2 separate regions of the Ovis aries genome follow, and region 1 is linked to region 2. The links are chromatin contacts, called in public Hi-C maps. All regions are on one chromosome and are shown on one strand. Each heading gives the region's core, a stretch centred on a gene start, on an enhancer-like site or on the middle of the called end of the contact. The rest is flanking DNA. Distances are from core to core; before and after follow the strand shown.

Region 1 (5,620 bases), core at 2,554-5,053, 320 kb after region 2:
AAGATAGGGAGATGTTTGGCATGTATGAGAAACCACAAGGAAACCAGCCCAGCTGGAGAAGAGTGAGTAGACTGGGATGGAGGGAGAGAGTTATTGGCAGAAAATAAGGTGAAGACAGGTCTGGTGAGGAGGCATGGGGACAGTTAGGGAAGATCCTCCAGGACCTTATAGGGGCTTGTGAGGGCTTTGGCTGGGATTCTGAGGTAGGGTTTCCTTGAGGGCTCTGACCAGAGGAATGACATGATCTGACATACACTGTTAAAGATGTTTGATGGACTGATTAGGTCATGGCATCTGGTCCCATCACTTCATGGGAAATAGATGGGGAAACAGTAGAAACAGTGTCAGACTTTATTTTTTGGGCTCCAAAATCACTGCAGGTGGTGATTGCAGCCATGAAATTAAAAGACGCTTACTCCTTGGAAGGAAAGTTATGACCAACCTAGACAGCATATTCAAAAGCAGAGACATTACTTTGCCAACAAAGGTCCGTCTAGTCAAGGCTATGGTTTTTCCAGTGGTCATGTATGGATGTGAGAGTTGGACTGTGAAGAAAGCTGAGCACTGAAGAACTGATGCTTTTGAACTGTGGTGTTGTAGAAGATTCTTGAGAGTCCCTTGGACTGCAAGGAGATCCAACCAATCCATCCTAAAGGAGATTGGTCCTGGGTGTTCATTGGAAGGACTGATGCTAAAGTTGAAACTCCAATATTTTGGCCACCTCATGCAAAGAGTTGACTCTTCGGAAAAGACCCTGATGCAGGGAGGGATTGAGGCAGGAGGATTAGGGGACGAAAGAGGATGAGATGGCTGGATGGCATCACCAACTCGATGTACGTGAGTCTGAGTAAACTCTGGGAGTTGGTGATGGACAGGGAAGCCTGGCGTGCTGCGATTCATGCGGTCACAAAGAGTCGGACACGACTGAGCGACTAAACTGAACTGAACTGAAGATATTCCTAGTTTGTAATATTTCCATCTCAGACAGGAGACTCAGACCTGCTTTGAGAGACCACGAGGGACACCTTTCTCTTCAAGCATGTTCAAATCCTGAGGTGAAGTTGAACTTTAGTGATTGATTCATCATTCAGATCAGTGACTGGGCTCCGCCAGAATACCAGAGCTACCTATGGCAGCCTTGGGGATTGAGGAATGAGTAACACAGGGTTCCTGCACTCAGGAAGCTCCTCTTACAGTGAAGAAATACAGACAACAAACACACAAACAAAGGATTTCAGCTATTGAGAAGGGCTGGGGAGAAAATAAAACCAAAGGAGATGGATGCAATGATGATGCCATCATAGAGGGCTACTTTAGATTCCAGTTGGCTTTTGAAATGAGGAACTTGAGCAAAAAGTGTTGCACATGTAGAGCAATTTATGGTATCCAGTTTCATAAAAAATATTATTATTCTGACTTTTTAAGCGAGAAGCTGATATTCCGTGAGATTAAACCACATGCCTGAGGCACTCGTAAATGACAGATCTGGGGGTCTGAATCCAAATTTTCTCTCATTTCCTGAACCAGAGTTTTCTCACAGTGTACACCACTATGGAATGTGACAGTAGGCCTGGGTAACCCTGGAGCGTGGGATGAAGGAATCCACAACGGTTAGGCAAGATGGGAAAAATGTGTCAAAGCAGAAAGAGACGCAAAAGAGCAAGGGCTGTAACTTGCTCCCACTAAGGTCACACAGGATGACTATCAGGATGTAGAGGAGCTGCAGTCCCCAAAGCCTCAATTCCACTGGGCTGAGAAAATCTCCAGCCTAATCTCAACAGAAGGGCCCTTGCCTTGCATGGATGCTCTCAGCAACCCGGGCTGGGGCGGGCCCCTGGTCACATGTGGTTTCAATCACTGCATTTATCTGCATCACTGTCATTGCATCTGGAAGATGACTGAAGCCTCATTTCTCTCCCAGGCCTGTCTGATTGTGCAGGGGGTGCACGTCAAATCTGGAAAAGCTATCTCATCTTTGGCAGGCCAGAGATAGGGCAAGACTTCAGAAAGGTACAGCAACATCCTACCAAGGCCCCTTCACCCCTTTATTAAAAACCAATCTGAAACAACAAATGTCTAAAATTTTCCACTTGATCATTTCACCCTGCCTCATTATAACCATGCCCTTTGTCCACACCCGCTGGAGGTTTTTTGTTTTTTTTTTTTTTGCAGCCTTGGGGGAAGCTGGGATGTGTCTGTCCCTAGCTCTCAGTCCCTCCCATAATAAACAATCACTAAACAGCTTGCTGCCCTAGGCAACTGTTTGTCCCTTTTGGCCAGGCCCCTGTGACTTAGGTTGGGGAAGAGGGTGGGAGGTGCTCCCAGTAAAGCAGAATTTAGGTGTAAGGCCAAGGACTTGGCTTTGACCAGAAGCACTGTTTGGAAGCACATCTTTGCAGTCTTGGAGGATCTTTAGAGAGACTCTGGATCTTTATCTGATTTGTCCAGTGATGTGTCCCTGAGGGTAGGGGCTTATGGCTAGGGGAAGGAAGGAAGGACTAGCTGAAGGAAGCTTGTACTAATGGTGAAAAAGGTCATCTCCTGCCTCAAGTGTCTCATCTGCAGCTGGCCATTCTACCAGCCATCTATCCCTCAGAGACAGCTCCTTAAAAACCATTCCCCCTCCCCCGCAAAAGAGAGTAACATCACTTTCGGTACTGGGAGGAGCTTAAATCAACCGGGTTATTCTCGGCTATTAGAAGATCCTTCTTTTTTCCACGGTGTGATTGGATCTCTTGGAAGCTTTCTACAGAATAGACAAAGGGCTTTGGGAAGCTAGGAAAGGATGCGTGGAAAGTTACTGAGGATTTGGGATAGGTGTCTTCTCTTAGTGCACAGCCAGACATGAAGAATTGAAACGATTCCTTTCGGTTGTAGTATTTCCTTTTCATTATCGGGGATTGGGGTGGTTCCTTGGGGGTAAGAAAAAAGAGATGGGCAATGCAGGAGACGCCGGAGATAATGGGTTCGATTCCTGGGTTGCGAAGATCCCCTGGAGGAAGGCATGGCAACCTGCTCCAGTATTCTTGCCTGGAGAATCCCATACAGAGGAGCCCGGCGGGTTACAGTCCATGGGGGTGGCAAAGAGTCGGACACGACTGAAGCGACACAGCACACATTTAGGGGATAAGGGACCTGTTTAAATGCTTTGTAGGAAGGAAAATTTGGGGCCCTCAGAGGGTGGAAGGTGGGCAGAGAGAGGCATCCTTCTGATCAGCGGTCGCTTTCTATGAAGTCTTTTTTTTTTTCCTTCTGCAGCCCAAAGGCTCGCCCCACTGCTCCACTTTTCTAGCATCCTTCTCCAGGAACCCGAACACTTCTCGCCGCCCGCTCAGGGAGGCGTTCCCGGCAAGCAGCCGAGGCGTAGGAATTCTCGAGGACGACCGGGGCAGCCGGAGCAGCGGGCCGGGGAAGCGCCCGCCGGTCCCCGGTTCCCCAGCCTCCGTGCGCCCGCAGGCGCCTCTGGGAGGCGCTGGTTTCCCGGCGCGGCGGCTGCAAGGTGGTGAGGCCCAGGCCGGGGTCCGGATCCCGGCGCGCCGAAGGACCGCGGACTCTCTCGGGGCAGCCCCGCGCTCCGGCCGCGGGGGCCTGGCCGAGGCGCCCCGGGGTCCCCGCGCCGCCCGCACCCCCAGCGCCGCGCCGGCGCCTCTGCCGGTGGCCGGGGGTTATGAATGGGCGCAGCGGAAGCACCGCCCCCCCCGGACGTGACGCTCGGCCAATGGCAGCGCGGGCTGCGTGGATGGATGAGGTCAGCGCTGTCGTGTCGGGAATGGAATGTGTAAGTGTAACATTCAGAACCGGGTAACATTCGGCGACCGAACGCGGCGGTCGGCAGCGATCGCGCGGGGGCCTTGGAAGCGCCGCTCGGGGCCGGCACTGCCCGCGGGGAGGACGCGCCGCCGCCGTCACCCAGCGCCGCCGCCGCAGCCTCCAGCCTTCTCCAGCCGGGCCGTCGCGCGTCCCGGGGGCCGGCCCGGCGAGCGCAGGAGTAAACACTGCCGGAGTCTTGGAGCTGCTGCAGAAGGGAATAAAGAGAGATGCAGGGATTTGTGAGGTTACGGCGCCCCAGCTGCAAGATGCACTAGCCGGCTGAACCCGGGGATCGGCTGACTTGTTGGAACTGGAGTGTTCTGCACGGGAGCCTGGATGAGTTGAAGTTGCTTTCCAGGGGCTCGTTTTCCACGCTGCCGAGAGGAATCCGAGAGGCAAGGAAATCACTTCGTCTTGCCATTGATTGGGCATTGGGAGCTTTTTTTCCTCCCCCCCTCTCTTTCTTTCCTCGGTCTTGTTGCATGCAAGAGAATTACAGTCCGCTGCTCGCCCGCCCTGGTGCGAGATATTCCGCCCCGCTCTCTCCCGTCCATTGTGCAACCCAAAGATGAAAGACCGAAGGGGAGAAAGTTAAAGAAATCGCCCACATGCGCTGGATCAGTCCACGGCTTGGGGAAAGGCATCCAGAGAAGGTGGGAGCGGAGAGTTTGAAGTCTTTACGGGCGGGAAGATGGCGGACTGGAGCTGAAAGTGTTGATTGGGAAACTTGGGTGATTCTTGTGTTTATTTACAATCCTCTTGACCCAGGCAGGACACATGCAGGCCAAAAAACGCTATTTCATCCTGCTCTCAGCTGGCTCTTGTCTCGCCCTTTTGTTTTATTTCGGAGGCTTGCAGTTTAGGGCATCGAGAAGCCACAGCCGGAGAGAAGAGCACAGCGGTCGGAATGGCTTGCACCACCCGAGTCCGGATCATTTCTGGCCCCGCTTCCCGGACGCTCTGCGCCCCTTCGTTCCCTGGGATCAATTGGAAAACGAGGATTCCAGTGTGCACGTTTCGCCCCGGCAGAAGCGAGAGGCCAACTCGAGCATCTACAAAGGCAAGAAGTGCCGCATGGAGTCCTGCTTCGATTTCACCCTTTGCAAGAAAAACGGCTTCAAAGTCTACGTCTACCCACAGCAAAAAGGGGAGAAAATCGCTGAAAGTTACCAAAACATTCTAGCGGCCATCGAGGGCTCCAGGTTCTATACCTCGGACCCCAGCCAGGCGTGCCTCTTTGTCCTGAGTCTGGACACTTTAGACCGAGACCAGTTGTCACCTCAGTATGTGCACAATTTGAGATCCAAAGTGCAGAGTCTCCACTTGTGGAACAACGGTAGGAATCATTTAATTTTTAATTTATATTCCGGCACTTGGCCTGACTACACCGAGGACGTGGGGTTTGACATCGGCCAGGCGATGCTGGCTAAGGCCAGCATCAGTACTGAAAACTTCCGACCCAACTTTGATGTTTCTATTCCCCTCTTTTCTAAGGATCATCCCAGGACAGGAGGGGAGAGGGGGTTTTTGAAGTTTAACACTATCCCTCCTCTCAGGAAGTACATGCTGGTCTTCAAGGGGAAGAGGTACCTGACAGGGATAGGGTCAGACACCAGGAATGCCTTATATCACGTCCATAACGGGGAGGACGTAGTGCTGCTCACCACCTGCAAGCATGGCAAAGACTGGCAGAAGCACAAGGATTCTCGCTGTGACCGGGACAACACCGAGTACGAGAAGTAAGTGACGGGCCTCAGAGGGTTAGCCCCGGGCCCTGCCCACCTGGGTCCTGCCCACCTGGGTCCAGGTG
Region 2 (6,274 bases), core at 1,494-3,993:
GGTTTGCCTGTGTTGCCCAAATAACAAGGCATAATACAAATAGAGTGTTTTGGATTCTGTCATCTGCGTGTCTGGACTTGGGTGCAATAGTGCCAGATTGAATCCCAGCCCTTTATGGCAAATTAGCAAACCCCATACTACCTTAATGACATTGATACTATATCAGAGATTATAATTAAAAGAAATGAGAAAGTGGGTGACTGGAATTGCCAATATGGAGCAGTTTTGACCAACAAAATTGGCAATTGTATTAGGTTTCTCATAATAATGGAATGATGTATCTGCTATAAAGGAAGTAGTCAATAATAGGTAATGCTTTTGAGAATATTCTAATACGCAGGGGACAGTGTTAAATACTTTTTATGCATTAATGATTATAAAGAGAGTTATCCTTCTCTTTATATATGGGCAAAATGGACAGGGAGGTTCCAACTCTCTCAAGCTCACCTACTAATAGGATGCAATGGATAATACAATATCAAGGAAAGAACTCTTTGGACCCAGGAGTCAGAAAACTTTTTTTGTGAAGGGCCAGGTAGGGCCATTTGGTTTTTCAGGCTATATGGTCTTCTCACAAGTACTGAACTCTGTCTGTGCAGCATGTAAATGAATGAGGTGACTGTGTTCCAATAAAACTTTATTTACATAGGCTGTAACCAGCAGACCCCTATTCTAACCTCTTCCTTCCTCTGCTCAAATATGTTTTCTTAGTGATGGTTATAAAAGAAATGTAGAAGTCATAGTTTTAAAAAAACATGTATTACCTTTTTCCTTTTTGTGTATATACAATATAGAAAACTTAAAAAATGTGTACACAAAAAGGAAAGTATATATTAGATTCACCAAAATGTTCATTAGAGTTCTTCCATAACATCGTATGGAAAAACCGGAGCCAATTTTTTGACCAACTCAGTGAAATACTGCTTTAATTCCAACATCCAGAAATAATCACTGGTACATTTTGATGTGTATCCTTTCAGATTGTTGTTTCTGCATACACATTTATAAGAAATGGCCTTATACCTTAGAGAGTGGAATAATTTTCTGTTTTCCACTTAAAAATATATAGCAAGTGCAGTTCTATGTCAGCTGTTGAATGCAGAATATTTTCTTCGGCTGTTAGTGGTCATTCTCTGGATGTTGTGCGTGTCTCCACTTTCCAGATAAATTGTTCTCATACACTTCTCCTTCAGCACCTCATCCTCCCTTCTCTCTCTCTGCCTGACGTATATTCTTAGTTGTATTCTGAATTCTCCTTTCTCATACTCACACAGAAGTTGATGATGACTTGATGTTGACTCTGTCGCTCCGTCATGTCCAACTCTGTGACCCCATGGATGGTAGCCCGCTAGGCTCCTCTGTCCATGGGATTTTTCAGGCAAGAATACTGGAGTGAATACTGCCATTTCCTCCTCCAGGGGATCTTCCAGACCCAGGGATTGAACTTGTGCCTCCTGCATTGCAGGCAGATTCTTTACCTGCTCAGCCAACATTCACAGAGGTGCCTGCAAAACACTACATTCCCAAGGCCGTTAATCTCCATGTCAGTAGCTCTCGGTTGTGCAGTTGGGAGTCACATTTTCTTTCACTAGCATTGGTACCTCTGATCCAGTCAATCAGATTCCTTCATCATAGCCCTGGTTGTTGCCAGCACAGTAAGTGAAATCAGCTCCAGAGGTAAACAGGAAGCAGAAAAATACTCCATCTCCAAATTGCTGTTATTGTCCTCTATAGAAATCACCCTTGAGGACAGCGTAATTTCTTTGAATGTTTTTCTTTCTGTCAGTTTCCTTCTTCCTCAGGGCTGCTCCAAAGGGGTAGCTTACAGCTTTTCTTAAATTCATTAAATTTTCAGTGTCCTTCCCCCAGTGGTTGGTTCCCAGAAGGTAACACGAGGCAGGAGGGCATTACAGTTCCTCCCAGGGAAAATATACACCATGAGAGTTTCAGAAGGTTGCATGTTGCCACCGTGACCGCCTTTATAAATCTTTCAGGGGATGCTGAGCATTTCTAGAAGAGACAGCTGGTGTCATTTTGGAAGGATCTTAACTCCAACCTGCCATAGGGTGGTAAATTCACAGTGAAGATCAGATGAGCACAGAGAAAAAGGAGGACAAGATGTAGGTACTTCTGGTTTTGCAAAATATGCCCCCACTAAGTTTAAAGTAAAAGTGTTAGTCACTCCGTCGTGTCTAACTCTTTGTGATCCCATGGACTGTAGTCCACCAGGCTCCTCTGTCCGTGAAATTCTCCAGGCAAGAATACTGGAGGGGGTAGCCTTTCCCTTCTCCAGGGAGTCTTCCCAACCCATGGATCAATCCTGGGTCTCCTGCATTGCAGGCAGATTCTTGACCTTCTGAGCCACCAGGGAGGCCCCCTACTAAGTTTAGGTAAAAGATTAGTCTCAACAAACGTAGAGTACAGAGGAAAGAATGCAGTTACAGCTGGGTGGATACAGACAGAAAGTGCCCAGTAGAATATAAAGGGCAGGCTATTTGTTTCTCTAAGCTGGGACTTAAATGTGTTCAGCTAACTATTCTGAGGATGTCCCCAAAATAGTGTAGATTTTGTTACTCATAAGAAATTTCCCACTGTTATTCATATCACACTTACAATTTATAAAGGGATATTTCATACATATCATCTAACCTCAGAACCCTGTTGATACAGTATTAATGGGAATCTCTTTTCAGACGAGGAATATAAAACTAAGAAAAGAAAAATGACCCAGACCACATAGCCAGTAGATGGCAGTGCTCAACTCTGACACCAAAGACTACATTTTTTTGCTCCAGTCCAAGTTAATTTCACCTTCCTGCTGCTGCTGCTGCTAAGTCGCTTCAGTCGTGTCCTACTCTGTGCGACCCCATAGACGGCAGCCCACCAGGCTCCGCCGTCCCTGGGATTCTCCAGGCAAGAGCACTGGAGTGGGTTGCCATTTCCTTCTCCAATGCATGAAAGTGAAAAGTGAAAGTGAAGTCACTGAGTCGTGTCCAACTCTCAGCAACCCCAGGGACTGCAGCCTATCAGGCTCCGCCGTCCATGGGATTTTCCAGGCAAGAGTACTGGAGTGGGGTGCCATTGCCTTCTAATCCCCTCATTTTGCCCTTGTTAAGTAAATCCTGTGTAGGGTCATATTTGGCTATTATAGAACATTCTATGCTATTATATGCTATAGAGCATGCAAACTATTAGCAGATCGAGAGCTCTAATCTGTGTAGCCCAAGCATAGCTGTTAAAGATCTTTTAATACCAAAGGTATTATTCACCAAAAGATATTGTTACCTTTAACTAGAACTAGTAGAGAAAGGGAAATTACACTGAAACTATTCTGAGATAATTAGTAAAATGTCAGGGACAGATGGACTTGAAACTATGGGGAAAAAATGTATGTTCTACTGATCACACATTGGCAAAACCTGCTTCCTGATTGGAAAACTCTACTTGTCATTTTTTTCTGCTTTTTATTTAAGAAATTAGCTGGCTTGCTTTTGCAAGTTTTTGTAGTCTGTGTCTTTCCCTCTTTATCACCTCTGGCTATGCACATTTCAGTTAGATTTTCTTAGTACATTAAAAAAGGAAGACTGGGAAATGAATTCTACTCTCTGCTTGGAAGCAGTATCAATAGAAATGATTATTGTATGAACCACTAAGGGAAAAACCAGGTTCTGTTCAGAAGATAATGGATGCTATAGCTCCTATCTTTGAGACGTCATAGTTTAAAAGGATAACAATTACAATTATACTCTCATTTATTGGGAAGCCACTACCTCTTAATTCACAAGACTGACCCCGTCCATCAAAATGGCACATGGTAGGCAGTGAAGAAATAAAGATTGAGTTAATGGCAGGCAGAAGAGATAGAAGAGAAAACTGACCCAAAAGAAAGACAGCTATGTGCTAGCCAAGTAAACTCAGGTCGGTCATACACTGAAATGGGGCTCCAATTCTTCATCTGCAAAACAGTGGAGTTTAAACAGAAAACCTCTCAAGTGTGTGTTAACCATAAGATTCTAAATCGGGTGTTTAGCAGTTGAATATTTAAGAAATCTTCATTAATAACAGGTTATTATGCAAAATGGCATGGTGAATTGCACTACTCACTAATTTATCTAATTTTGTTTCAGGGCTCATTTATATCTTAACAGTGTTTGAAAATAATATTTATTTTCTGTTGCAAATATTCTTTAGTTTGGACCTTTAATTGTTAGAGGAATCTTCCTTTTTTATTCTAGCAGTTTATTTACTTCCTGAATATTTTATTGTTCTCTCTATTGAAGTTTAATTATTCACTGATTAACAAAATAATTTGTAATTTATTACAAATTGCTAATTTACAAATCATTCATTACCTGATAATTGTTTAATTATCTTTAAATTAGTGCTCATTAATTTGCTCAATAAACATTTGCTGAGCAGTTACTAGATGGCCAGCACTAGCAGAATGGAGACACAAGCCCGTAGTGGGAAGAAAGCTGGGCCCCTTTAGAGAAAGAATTTAGTATCTGTGGTTTTCTGGAGTACTGGATCTTCTTCCATGCAAACACCTATATTCACAACATCTCCTATTAACCTAATTCCTTTAGCTTCATTTAGGGAAAATCCCTAGAAAGATGACATTTAGAAACTTATCTGCTGCAGTTCATTTCTGAGATTGGTCTAAGGAAAACACCTTTGATAATCCAGAAGACTTTGAAAACTCAAAATGCATGAAGTTAATGGAATCATCAAAATTATATTTGTGTACTATGTAATCCTCTGGAAAAGGACATGGCAATCCATTCCACTATTCTTGCCTGGAGAATTCCATGGACAGAGGAGCTTGGTAGGCTAATACACAGGTTTTTACTCTTCAAGTAACTATAGATGTGAGCTGGGCTTGAGGGATGAAAAAGATGGGATGAAAAACAGATTTTGAGGGGGAAAAAATGTGAAAAGTTAATGGGGTTAGATGAGGTTGAAGGATTATTCCCTGATTCCATTGTGTTAGTTTTCCCAGGTGGTACTAGTCAGGCTAACCAACCCAAAATGAATGAAACTGTAAACCACAAAATGGTTCAGTTTTTCTCACATAGGACAATTCTTTCGATCTGGAATTTTGGCAGCTGCAACATTCAGTTCAACAGCCTAAATGTTATTTTAGATGAAACCATGTCTTTGTCATTTGATTCTGCCCAAGTTTAAAGATTTCCTTGATTCCAGCTGATTCCCTGGGGCATGTTAAAGATAGACTGAAGTAAAAGCCTAGTGTCATTGATTACTCTTTGCCAGAATTTGAGTAACATGCCCTGAATAAAACATTTAATGCCTCTTGGCCTAAATTCTTTACTGGATCTGATTAACTTCTGACAATTATGGTTAATAAGAATAGGTAACACAGTTAACAATAATAAGATTATGAAGCTCAACACTTCATACCACATTTTCTCTGTGTCTTTCCCTACACCCAGTATTTAATGCCATCTTACTGGGACTTAGATGGACAATGCATATTGCAAACTGCCTCCCTGCTTTCACTTCAGTAGGAACTATTAAACTATTATTGGCACTGAGCTGCCCTGATATGATAGAAAGAAAACCCTATTCTCCTCTTAGAATCCTGAAATTTATGTCTGTCTTCATTGTGTTGAGGGAAATGTCTCCAAAAACTTTAAAAGGAAGAAGGAAAACCACCCACGATAAATCCAAACGTTGAGACAGGGTTAATAGAAGATCTCTGAGTCACCTGAGGCCCCAAGCATTGTTAGTCTGATAAAGCCCTCTTAGTTCTAGCATGAAATGGGCAGATTCTGACTTGTGAGTTGCCACTTGTACTGTGCAGCGTGCCCTGGAGGTTTACTTCTTTGTCTTATGTGGGCAGATTGGTTAGAGCATTCTTAAAACAGACTTGGAAAAGGAGCCTGTTGATCCTAGAGAAGAATGCTTACTGAAGACCTGAGGCTACCACAAAATTGCTTCATTCCTTCCAAGTCTTTCCAAACCTTCCAAGAGTTGCCTTTATGGTGTGCTCCTCTAATGGCTCAGCAGTAAAGAATCCACCTGCAATGCAGGGGACATGGGTTCTATCCCTGGGTTGGGAGGATCCCTTGGAGAAGGAAGTGACAACCCACTCAAGTATTCTTGCCTGGGAAATCCCATAAACAGAGGAGCCTGACTGGCTAGAGTCCATGGCGTCTCCAAGAGTCAGACACAACTTAGATACTAAACAACCACCACATCTTGAACCAAAAGCAGACTCTCCAAATTCTCATTCAGCCAGATAGAATGTTTTCCA

The links. Hi-C and Micro-C count contacts between places; a contact is called where the count stands out from the background.
Region 1: a contact with region 2 is called in a Hi-C map of liver, with 4 times the contacts expected there. The contact joins the promoter of EXT1 here to the enhancer-like site in region 2. A contact is called at or near these places in 3 of 16 Hi-C or Micro-C datasets (liver, skin fibroblasts and tail adipose tissue).

Annotation. Positions count from the first base shown.
Region 1 is chr9:59,230,371-59,235,990 of ARS-UI_Ramb_v3.0, forward strand. It overlaps EXT1 (exostosin glycosyltransferase 1), which reads left to right and starts at 3,804. Exons shown (of 11, transcript XM_004011769.5): 1 at 3,804-5,549. The coding sequence starts at 4,588.
Region 2 is chr9:58,910,333-58,916,606 of ARS-UI_Ramb_v3.0, forward strand. The region is part of intron 3 of SAMD12 (sterile alpha motif domain containing 12); the gene reads left to right. Among named protein-coding and RNA genes, the nearest start is that of TRNAG-CCC, 53 kb to the right of the region's middle. Within about 2 kb of position 2,744, at least 4 of the 54 cell types and tissues checked have an H3K27ac peak or open chromatin away from gene starts, as enhancers often do. A contact at or near this core is called in liver, where this site is marked.